2 separate regions of the Sus scrofa genome follow, and region 2 is linked to region 1. The links are chromatin contacts, called in public HiChIP or PLAC-seq maps. All regions are on one chromosome and are shown on one strand. Each heading gives the region's core, a stretch centred on a gene start, on an enhancer-like site or on the middle of the called end of the contact. The rest is flanking DNA. Distances are from core to core; before and after follow the strand shown.

The links. HiChIP or PLAC-seq counts read pairs in DNA pulled down with a chosen protein or histone mark.
Region 2: a contact with region 1 is called in an H3K27ac HiChIP or PLAC-seq map of alveolar macrophages. The contact joins the promoter of EIF4EBP2 here to the promoter of AIFM2 in region 1. A contact is called at or near these places in 1 of 47 Hi-C or Micro-C datasets (liver) and 1 of 2 datasets of contacts at active chromatin or transcription factors (alveolar macrophages).

Annotation. Positions count from the first base shown.
Region 1 is chr14:73,072,437-73,078,352 of Sscrofa11.1, forward strand. AIFM2 (apoptosis-inducing factor 2) reads right to left here and starts at 2,169. Exons shown (of 10, transcript XM_021073861.1): 1 at 2,058-2,169. It overlaps LOC102161997 (wiskott-Aldrich syndrome protein family member 1-like), which reads left to right and starts at 1,937. Exons shown (of 3, transcript XM_021073695.1): 1 at 1,937-1,958; 2 at 2,017-2,555; 3 at 3,703-4,378. The coding sequence starts at 1,937. The coding sequence ends at 2,435.
Region 2 is chr14:73,320,339-73,326,254 of Sscrofa11.1, forward strand. EIF4EBP2 (eukaryotic translation initiation factor 4E-binding protein 2) reads left to right here and starts at 3,271. Exons shown (of 5, transcript XR_002338867.1): 1 at 3,271-3,731.

The sequences.
Region 1 (5,916 bases), core at 919-3,418:
ACAGCAGAAACCCTGTGGGCTCTGATAAGGCAAGGATGTCACCCAGGGTTGCTTCATAGAGATTACAGACAAAACAGGTGGGTTGAATTTTGTTTTTGGGGGTTTTTTAATATATATTTTTAGGGCCAAAGGAGTGGCATATGGAAGTTCCCAGGCTGGGGGTTGAATCGGAGCTACAGCTACCAGCCTACACCACAGCCACAGCAACACAGGATCGGAGCCTCATCTGCAACCTTCACCACAGCTCACAGCAGTGCCGGATCCTTAGCCCACTGAGTGGGACCAGGGATCAAACCCACATCCTCATGGATACTAGTGGAGTTCATTACCAATGAGCCACCAAGGGAACTCCAAACCCATGGCTTTTGTGTGCTCACTGGTTATAAGGAAGGTGGATTCCACACTGCTTCCAGACTGGTGGTCCTGGCTGAGAGGCTCCAGAGTGTGACTCAGAGCACCAGGACAGTCTCCCTTGCCAGACACCGGGTCCAAACTGAGACGGGCACTCCCCCCGCCCCAGGGAACACATGCTGAACAAAACCTCAAAAGACCAATTTCTGAAAGAGACTCAAAGTCTAAAGAGGAGGAGTTCCCGTCGTGGCACAGTGGTTAACGAACCCGACTAGAACCATGAGGTTGCGGGTTCCGTCCCTGCCCTTGCTCAGTGGGTTAACGATCCGGCGTTGCCGTGAGCTGTGGTGTAGGTGCAGACTCGGCTCGGATCCCGCGTTGCTGTGGCTCTGGCGTAGGCCAGTGGCTACAGCTCCAATTCGACCCCTAGCCTGGGAACCTCCATATGCCAAGGGAGCGGCCCAAAGAAATAGCAAAAAGAAAAAAAAAAAAAAAAAAAAAGTCTAAAGAGGAGGCAGCAAGGTTCATTTGAGTGTTATACAGGCTAGGCCACAACCTGGTACAGCCTCCTGGGAGCCAGTCTCTCGGTGGTTCCCATAATATTCCCAGAATCTGCTCTCTCACTGCCTGTGCCTGGACCCTGGCTTCCTCCTTTCACCACCAGACATGAAAAGAGCAGGCTGGCCTTGGAGCACACCGCTCTCTCAGCACCTCACTTAACTGCTGGGTAGTCCAGACCAAGGCCCAGCCCCGCTGAACCTCAGTCTCTCCTCTGACACCGAGGCCCTCCAGATGCAGGCTTATACACAGTGTTCCTTGGGGGCCTCTGGGAGTCTAGGGCAGTACCCAAGAACCCAAGCAGGCCTCCTTGATATTGCACATATTTACGTATTTTACATGTTGGCCTTTGATCTCAAGGTGCAGAGCCAGGACACCTGGAAGCCCCTTCCCAAACTGTGTCTGATCCTCTGCCCTGTGCCTGTCCTCCTGTGGGACTGTCAGCTCCCAAGCGCCCCTCCCCTCCTCATTTTCAGGGCACATCCAAGGATTAAAGGGAATCTAATTGGAGGGAAAAAGCAGGGTGTGTTTAGGGGGTGCTGTTGGGAGAAGAAGGAAAAAAAAAAAAAAAACAGCCAACATCAGGCACTAAAAGCCACTCAGACTGAATTTCAGGAGTCCTGGGCTCCCCACCCCATCACCTCCGGCACATCAGATATCTTGGCCACCTCTCGCCTCAGTCCCGGCAGAAGCTGGGGCTGCGTGGAGAAGCGGACCTTCCAGGGCACCCTGGAAGGGTAACCCAGAACATTTTCCTCCTAGATACCGAGGCGTCCCTCCTGCCATGTGACACCTGCTTCAGTTTCCACCATCCAGCGGCGACCCTCGGAACACCCTGGGATTTACGGGGTTGGGGGGTGGCCGAAGGGGAGAGGAGGTGATAGCGGAGCTGTCTTACTTGAGAAGACTTACGGATTTGTGCGGCGGACGCGGAGGGGACAAGTTTGCTCCTTCTTCGCGGGGAGCAAACCTCTCCGCTGAGTTTGGGGGGACCTGGGCCGGTGCAGACCTGAACAACGCATTCTCGATGGCCTCCCTCTCCTCCCAGGGCCACAACTGGGGAGCCCCGGCCCCCGACGCTGTTCAGGGTGTTTGGGGGCCCTGCAGACTCAGGGGTCTGGGAGAGCCCGCCCTTCGCGCCCCCTCACCTGCCGGCCTCCTCCCGCCGCTTCCGCTCCGGCTCCCGCCCGCTGCTCCGGTTGTCGCCGGCGGGGCCGAGGCCCCTCCCGGGCCGGCGTGACTCGGCGCCTCCGCCCTCCAGCCTCCGCTATGCCCCCGGCGGCCACCCGGGGAACTGCAGTCGTCCGCCCGCCTCGGCCAGCCCGAGAGCCAACTGCCCCAACCGTAAGCACTTGAGCCCTATGGCCGAGCTCGCCCGCGCCCTACCGGCCCCTCGGACTCCGCGCAAAGTTCGTCCGGCTCCCTGCCAGACGCCTTTCCAGCCGCCGTCCCTTAGAGGGCGAGCTGCAGCGCGAGCTGTGCGACCTCGGGCGGATCACCAGCCTTCTGCCTTCAGGCGCGTATAAACCAAAATGCCAACTCACTTAAGCACCTACTCCATGCTTGGCACTGTGCTGGCGCGCAGGGTGGTGGTGAGGGGTTGTAAAATGTAGAACAAAACAGGCATGACTTCTGCTTTCCTTGAGGTGAGAGTCTGGGGAAAGAAAAAAACACGTATGGCTAATTGCAGTAAGTAAAACTTGAACAGCAGGGCAAAGGAAAGGTGCTGGGGTCTCTCCAAGGATGAGATGGACTTGGCCCTGGGCAGAGGGAAGGCAACTGTGCCTCTGGGTGTGCAAAGGTGGAAGCAAGACAACGAGCTGAGAGCAGGGGCGTTGCAGAGGCGTCGAAGGCAGAGCGGCCAAGCCTGGCAAGGTAGCAGAAGCCTCCAGGCCCTGGTGAAGACTGTGTGGTCCCAAGAGCAGCAAGATGCCACCGCAGGGTTTTCAGCAGAAGAGTGAGGTCTGAGTTACTTCAAGGGTGGAAAGATGGGGGGAGTAGGAGGGCTGCCCGAAATTGGGGGAACTGGGTGTTATAGCGGGAAGGGGCTGTGGGGTTTGGGAGCAGAAGTAAATAAAGGCAGAGAGCCTGAACCTTTCCTCCTCTGGTTAGTAAACCACTTGAAACCTCAATGCTCCAGACTCTCTGCGTCTATTTAGTTCTGCTCCAAAACCCCACAGCCCTTTCCTGCTCTAACGCTATGTAGGAGGGAAGTCAAGAGGGAGAAAGAAAGTGCTTGTGTACTGATGCGAGCCACAACCTGGAGGTAGGATTGAGCCAATCTGGTGACAAATAAGCCATCTTCCTCTATTTAATGCACATATTAGCACCTACCCGAAACGTTGTAGCAAAGATTCAAGGAGATCATTTATGGTGAAGTGTGCCATAGCATGGTGCCTGGCACACAGCCGCAGTGAATACACAGCAGCCATTTATTACAGCTGGTTTAGATGGGCAGATTAGCCTGCCCAAGGCTACACAGTACACTGGCAGCTTCCTCGCTCCCAGTCCAGTGCTCTTCTGAATACTGCCCTTTACTGTCTTGGTTTTCATGAATGTTTATGCTAGAAATAGCCATTTCTGTACCTTTTCTAAAAGCTATAGTCAAAGACCTTGTATCCAATACTCTGGCATAGGGAGTATTGTGATCAATTCCACCTGGAAGACATTGGTCCCTGGAATCATCTCAAGCTGGGAGGGGAGCTGATGTGAGCACCCTGCTTTCATTCTTAGCTCACACAACTCAGGCTGCCTCTTCCAGTTCTTTGAATCCTTGCCTCTCTTCCTATCCAGCTGGCACCCTGCCCTGTGAAGGTGGGCTGAAGGAGGACAGACTGTCAGAGGGATGAGAGTCTCCACCTCCTCTCAGCCCTTGAGGCCACAGAAGAGCAACCATGCCTGTGTGTGGGTGAAGAGATCCCACGAGCCCTGTCCATCCTTACCCACCTCCCTGGGACCCATCAGGGAATCACAGGTTGGTTTTGATGCTCTAGGGGCAGTGACCCTTCATTTCTCCTGAGTTTTGCAGACTTCCAAATAGCTTGTATCTCCTTGTTTTCCTCCTGAAACCCATAGAGGAAAATAGGGTGGGGATTAAACTCTGACACTTAGGGCAACACCCACCTTTGACTAGCTCTTTGGGGGCTAGGACCTTGCTTTGCTGGACTTTGAGTCCCCGGCGTCTGGCACTGACCCCAGCACCTGGTTCCCTAGACATTCGCTAATGTGTGCTTACACGATTTTTTCTAAATTAAGATATAATTCACATACCATAAAATACACTCTTTCAAAGTGTACAATTCAGTGGTGTGAAGGCTACATAACCATCACTGCCATCTAACTCCAGGATATTTGCATCACTCCAAGAAGAAACCCCACACTCAGCAATCTCTACCTGGTCCTTCCTCCACCCAGCCCCTGGCAACCGGAATGATTCCTTTTTTTTTTTTTTTTTTTTTTTTGTCTTTTGTCTTTTGAGGGCCGCATCTGCAGCATATGGAGGTTCCCAGGCTAGGGGTCTAATTAGAGCTGCAGCTGCCAGCCACAGCCACAGCCATGCCAGATTTGAGCCAAGTCTGCAACCTACACCGCAGCTTACGGCAACACCAGATCCTTAACCCACTGAGCAAGGCCAGGGATTGAACCCACAACCTCATGGTTCCTAGTTAGATTCGTTTCCACTGTGCCACAATGGGAACTCCATGAGTGATTCATTTCTGATGAACCAATCCTACCAGTACTCTTAGAAACATAATAGCTATATTATTTATTGAACACAAGCTAAGTGCCTAGAATAACTTCTCAAATTTACTTTACATATGGGTCCTCCAAGGTAAGTTTTATTAATCTTCATTTCACAGATGAGGAAATTGAAACTCATCGATTAATAACTCAGGCAAAATCACCCAGCTAGTAAAGGAGAGTAGCTGGGCCTTGACCCTAAAGCAGCGCATCATGCCTAACCAAGCAAAGGAGAGACTCAATGGTGAGTTAAGCAGGCATCAGAAATTTACTGGGCACATGCCCCAGCTCTGCGGGAGACAGAGGTGAATAAGAGCAGTACAGCCTTGGGCTTGGGAAGGTCAAGGAAAGTTTTGTGGAGACACTGGGCTAAGATGGAGAGGATTCCAATCAGCAGGTTACAAGGGAAAGACTCAAAAAATCATCACAAACCTGAACCTGGGATTGAGAAGAGGTGTGCAGTGGTCCATACTGGACTCAGGCGTGGCTTGTAGCACTGGCGTGGCCCATCTTCAAGGACCTGCTCCAAACCACACCAACCAGGGAAAGAAGGTCATTTAACACCTTCTTGGCAACCAGAGGACACCTTGATTCAAGAAGGGGAGAGGGGAGATCCCTTCATGGCTCAGTGGTTAACAAACCCGACTAGGATCCATGAGGATTTGGGTTCAATCCCTAGACTAGATCAGCAGGCTAAGGATCTGGTGTTGCCATGAGCTGTGGTGTAGGTAACAGCTGCGGCTCAGATCCGGAGTTGCTGTTTCCGTGGTGTTGGCCAGCAGCTGTAGCTCCGATTCGACCCCTAGCCTGGGACCCTCCATATGCCTTGGGCGCGGCCCTAAAAAGCCAAAATACAATGTGGGGCTGGGGGAGAGAATCTCAGTCCAGTCCCTCTTGGCTGTTCCCTGACAGTTCACCCTACAATCACTCCTTTCTTCCCACTCAACAGCGTGCACAGCTTTGGCACCGAAAATCAGGGCTCCTTGCCTAACAAGAAAGTGTCATCTTTGAATTTCCAGGTCCCAAGGGGTAGTAGGGAGATATGATTTGGTTGTCATAATGTTGGTAGTTCTGTGGAACTTTAATGATTAACCAGAATGGCACACAGATTAAATATCACAGAGTCTATGAGAAGGAAGCATTGCTGGCTCTCAGCCATGATGAGTGAGCGCACCCAGGCCTGAGGACAGTCTCTGACAGCAACAGGTGACCCTACTATGGTCTCCCAGGGCTGGGAGGAACTCCAAGGTACTGGGCTCAACCCGG
Region 2 (5,916 bases), core at 2,021-4,520, 250 kb after region 1:
GTTTCCACTGCGCCACCATGGGAACTGCAGTAGTTTCAATATGACTTTGCTAAGAGGGAATTTATTTGCTAGACACTTTATTTGCTAGACACAGAAATAATCAGTGAGGTAGTATCTTTATCTTCATATTATGGATGAGGCTCAAAAAGTGTAGGGTTACACAGCACATTAGTGGGCAAGCTCCTTTTTCTACTCTAATCTACCTGTCAAAGTGAACTTTTTTTAAATTTATTTAGGCTGCCCTGCAACATATGGAGCTCCCATGGCAGGAATCAGTTCCGAGCCGAAGCCTTGAACTAAGCCACAGCTGCAGCAACGCAGGATCCTTAACCCACTGTGCTGGGTGGGGGATCGAATCTGTGTCCCAGAGCTCCCAAGATGTTGCTGATCCCATTGCGCCACAGCAGGATCTCCCAAAATGAATTTTAAAAGGTGATACTCCCCTGTCCCTAAAACTTCAAAATTGTACCCTAATGTCAATCTGTGTTTACTTGGGGTTTTTTTGGTTGTTGTTTTTTGTCTTTTTCTAGGGCTGTACCCGTGGCATATGGAGGTTCCCAGGCTAGGGGTCTAATTGGAGCTGTAGCCACCAGCCTACGCCACAGCCACAGGAACAATGGATCCAAGGCGCGTCTGCAACCTACACCACAGCTCACGGCAACGCCGGATCCTTAACGCACTGAGCAAGGCCAGGGATTGAACCCGCAACCTCATGGTTCCTAGTCGGATTCATTAACCACTGAGCCAAGACGGGAACTCCTTCTTTTCATTGTTTACTTCTTTTCATTGTCTATTCCAACCTAATCTCAACCTTCCTACTATCTTCACCCTTTGCTCTGGGCAGAAAGATCTCCCTGTTCTCCCTGAACATCCCAAAATCTATGGTCAAAAGAGAGATCATGGAGGAGTGCATGTTGTGATCATATACTTTGTAGGTTCTGCACAGATGTAAACTAGCATCTTACATTTTCCTCTAGAAAGTGCCTTCTTCTTTTGACAGATGCAAAGACTTAGGATCTTTCAAGACTGAGTTCATTCCCCTCCAACTCTGGGGACCTCCAGACTGCAGGGTAGGCAGGGGGCTCTTCTTCCTGGATTCCTAGACATTCACCACAAAATCTGTTCCCTGCCATGCCCTGGCCCCATTTGACCACCAACCACAATATTTGCTTTGCTATGTAAGTTCTTTTGTCCATGTTTTTGTTAGGAAGTAGTAGCTGTTTCACTTGGACTGAATACTGGGTTCTCTTAGCCTCAGTTTCCTCATTCATCAAATAAGAATGATGGTTATGTTTGTGGTACCCATGGGTCTCTTTTCAATTCCATTTTGGACTTGTTGTAGGCAGAAGCAGTGCTGTCTAGGGCAGTGGTTCTCAAAGTGTTGTCTGGAGATCCTTCGGCATTGCTGAGACCCCTCCCAGGGACTTGTGAGTTTCCCTCTTTTTCAACCACATACGTGTATGAATCTGAGTTTTCTTCATATACTTGAATCAAAACAACACAACAGATTGAATGCAGAAACAGATGTAAGAGTCCAACTGTTTTCTATTATGCAGGCATTGAAATGTTTGCTGAAATGTTAAAAAAAAAACCCACTGTTCTATTTTTTTTGAAAATATAATTTTTAGGGAGTTCCCGTCGTGGCGCAGTGGTTAACGAATCCGACTAGGAACCATGAGGTTGCGGGTTCGATCCCTGCCCTTGCTCAGTGGGTTAAGGATCTGGCGTTGCCGTGAGCTGTGGTGTAGGTTGCAGATGCGGCTCAGATCACGCGTTGCTGTGGCTCTGGCGTAGGCCGGTGGCTACAGCTCCGATTAGACACCTAGCCTGGGAACCTCCATATGCCGCTGGAGCGGCCCAAGAAATGGCAAAAAGACAAAAAATATATATATATATATAATTTTTAAAATAAAAATGTTATGCTAACATAATGTGATGACATTATTTTATGAATTCACAAACACTTAAAATTCTGTTTTCATTTCTAATACAGTAGTTATCAATATATATAATCCACACAAACAAAAGATCTTTGGGATCCTCGATAATTTTTTTTTTCCGGCAGTGCGCAAAGCATGGGGAAGTTCCTGGGTCAAGGACTGAACCCAAGGCACTGCAGTTACAATACTGGACCCTTAACCTGCTGTGCCACAAGGGAACTCCCTCGGTAATTTTTAAGAATGTAAACTTTAATATCAGAAAGTTTGAGAATCCCCAGAGGAAAGTGTTCCAGATTTGGATTTTCCAGGTACCTCATGGTCTTAACCTTCCCCTGTGTTTTGGTTTCTTTTATCTCTAACACAGTACTCATCCATGTGACTTGGGCAGCTATTACTCTTTCTTTTATTAATGTTTATATGGTGCAGTATATCTGTATATAAGGACTGTCTCTGGAAGAATACACAATAAACTGGTACCAAGAGGAATTGCGAAACTGGAAGACAGTGGCACCGTAAACTTCTATGCTCTGTTTTTTATTTTTTATTTTTTTTAATTAAAAAATAATTTTATTACTACTGTCACCAAAAACAAATGCATATTCTGGTTAGGAAAACATGGCTAAATTAGTAGTGGACTGATACCTTGGCCGTCTATGTTATTTGTGATTATGTGGTTGAACTTGCACTTACAGAGCTGAAAAAGCTGTAGCTGTAACTTTGCATGTAGTTGGAGTATTCAGAGCAAAGTATCAACATGAAAGAATCCCCTCTTCATTATCACGCATTTAAGTTCTCAGTGGTTTGTTGGTGTAGAAAGCGTTAATTAATGTTAATGCAGCCAAGAGCGATAAAGAAATATTATAAGGCTTACTCAGAATCACAACTTTTTTCATACATTTTCTACTTTAAATCTCAAGTTTTAATCTCTTAGATATAAGTTGCTATTATTGCTTGGTGTGTGTGTGTGTGTGTGTGTGTGTGGTGTGTGTTTAGCTGCTGCACCCACGTATGCTCTGTTTTTTAGTACACGGTGCATGCACTGCCTATATTTAATATTGAGCCATTAAAAGTAAAATTACGCTTTTGTTTAGATAGATAGTAAACAGAAGTCAGCTTAAGTATTGTTGACTGACCAAAAAAATTCAAAAACAAACAAAACAATTTTCCGCGCCCACGATCACTTTCGTCTCACTATTTCGCGCTGCTTCTGCCCAGCTAGAGCTTCACCCTCAGGCCTTAAGCCCCGCCTATCACAACCCCGCCCACCATCGTGCCCACGCCCTTCGTGACGTAACGTCCGGTCGACCCACTACACTGGGCTCTCCCTGGCTCCCGCCTTCGCCCGCTTCCGGTCGTCGTCGTAGCCGCTGCTGCCGCTGCTGCTGCTGCTGCTGCTGAGGCTGCTGGCGGAGGCCGGAGGATCGGGCGGCGGCGGCAGCGGCGGCTGAGAGGGCGGCGGCGGAGCGGAGCGGGACGAGGGAACGAGAGGAAGCGAGTGGGGAGCGAGCGGAGCACGTCCAGCCCCGCCCGCCCTTCCGCCCGCCAGAGCAGGAGCAGCCCGGGCCCCCAGCTGCCGCCGCCGCCGCCGCCGCCGCCGCCCGCCTGCCAGCCCGCGGGACAAAGCCTGAGAGCCCGCGCCCAGAGCCATGTCCTCGTCCGCCGGCAGCGGCCACCAGCCCAGCCAGAGCCGTGCCATCCCCACCCGCACCGTGCCCATCAGCGACGCCGCGCAGCTACCTCATGACTATTGCACCACGCCCGGGGGGACCCTCTTCTCCACCACGCCGGGAGGTGAGCGCCGGCCGCCCGCGCGGCCCTCACACGGAGCCTGCAGCGGGCTTCCGAGCGCGTCCGCGCCCGCCTCCGCGGTGTCCCCGCAGTTTCCCGCCACGGTCCTTTAACTCAGGGCGTGTCCACGCTGGGCCGCTGCGGCCACCCGTCTCCACCAAGGCCCCTCCCCCCCAGCCCCACCAAAGCCCCTGTGAGACTGCTTTTGAGGACCTTAACTTCGCGTTCTCGCCAGCAGCTCGATTCAGCGCGTGCCCACTCTGGGAACGTGGCTCTCCTGTAGCGACAAAAAGCCCTTGTTCCCGCTTCGTGGCAGGTTTTTGTACTCGACCCAGTTTTCTCCGCTTCGCTCCTCTCCCGAGCAAATTTGTCTACACTTGGCCTGCATTCACTCCCTCACTCCGCGTTACCTCTGTCTCTTACAAATTGTGTATTTGTGCACATTCATGCTTGATTTCGGAGCTGTCTCCTGGACGTTTTTAGAAAGGAAGTCGAGAGATTTCGCTCCTGGGACCCTGCGATGACTTGTTTTGCTGCTTTTAGAACACCAGGAGGAGACTGGAATGCGGAGTTTGGAAGCCTCGCCCAGTGTTATCCTGCTTTGACAGCATTGTTTACACTGCTGGACGAGGCCCCACGGGTGGGGGGAGTCCCCAGGCTGGAGGAGGAATGCTAAAATAATGCTCAAGTAATGGCCCAGGGAAAGGAGCACTGGCAGCCTTGAGGGTAGAGTTCTAGCTGCCACGCTTTTGGAAATAAGCTGAAGAGAGCATTGGCAAGGAGGGCACCCTCGCCGGTGGGATTGCTTGATCCTGGGGAAAGGGCCGTGCAGAGCGAGGTTCCTGAGTATTGCTTTTCAAAGTACGACCAGGAACTGTTTACCGGGAAGAACACTGGGGTAGAGGTGAAGAGCGTTGAATTAATTGGTCACGGGAAAAGGGAGCTCAAAGGTTGTCTTGTCTCCTGACTGGGCTTTTCTCCAGAGGGAGGAGACTGGAGAGTGATTTTTGAGGGACATTTTGAAGGAAATGGTGCTTCATTTTAACTTCTTAACTTTGCCTTACGGTGTTGGGATGGCCTCTGGCTAGAGGATTGGGGCTTTGCTGGCAGCCTCTGCAGTCTACAAGATTGCTAGCTTCATTCCTGTGGGCTGGACTCACCAGTTGTACTACAACCAATCCCCCTGCACTTAGGCCTGGCAATCCTTTCATCGGTTGCACAATAGCAAGGCCGGTAGAATAAGATCTTCTTGCCAACAAGGGATGAAAATCCAGGGGAGAGCTGTACGGAGGAACCCTGCCAGGCCACTCTAGGGGTGGGGTGGCTGCCTTGGAAGACTTTTCAGTGACCCAGGCATGATGAAGTTCATCAATATGTATGGAAAGCGGGTCTTAAGGAAATTTTAACTTTGTAAAACACTGACGTTTCTAGTGTAGTGGCTCCTGATCTATCTGCTCAAGGCCAGCCTCTGAGCATACTGAAATCTTGCCTTTCAATTGTGAAAGATTTTGGCAGACCAGAATCTGCTCCAGATAGTATTGCCTCGATCTTGAACTGACAGCTTTTAAGAAATGGATATTGTTTTCAAAGGTGACGTAAAGGGATTTGTAAGTTCTTCCAGAATTCTTTGTGAATTCTCTAATGCAGTGCTTCCAGCACTTCAGAACATATGTCATAGTAACAACTACACTCAGATATTATTTATTTGAGGAAGGAACTAAACTTTTAGCTGTATATTAATCATTAATCCCCTGAGGGAAGAACCTCAGGGGCACCCTTTTGGCCTGTTTTAAACAGCCAAGCCACCATGCTTTTATAGTAAGGGCATAGTCTTTAAGCCTGTCTCATAGTCTGGATTAGTTCCTTCAATGCTTGGAAAGATTCTGCCAGAATTACTGATTCATTGACCTTTCCTCCCTGCATGAATAGTCACCACTGCATTCTCAAATATCATTTAACCTATCTCCAGATAGTTTCTACAGAATTTTTTATTTCAGATTTAAATACTTGTTGTCTTACCTCATCAATTATAGTAAGCTGGTATTTTTTGGTAGAGCACATTGTAGATTTTTAACACAAAGACTTAGAGAATGTATTTATGGGGTTGGATTTAATCACTGTTTTATAACAAGTAACTCTAAGTGCTGCTTAGATGTTCAGTACTTAATGATTTAACATTGCCCTTTTG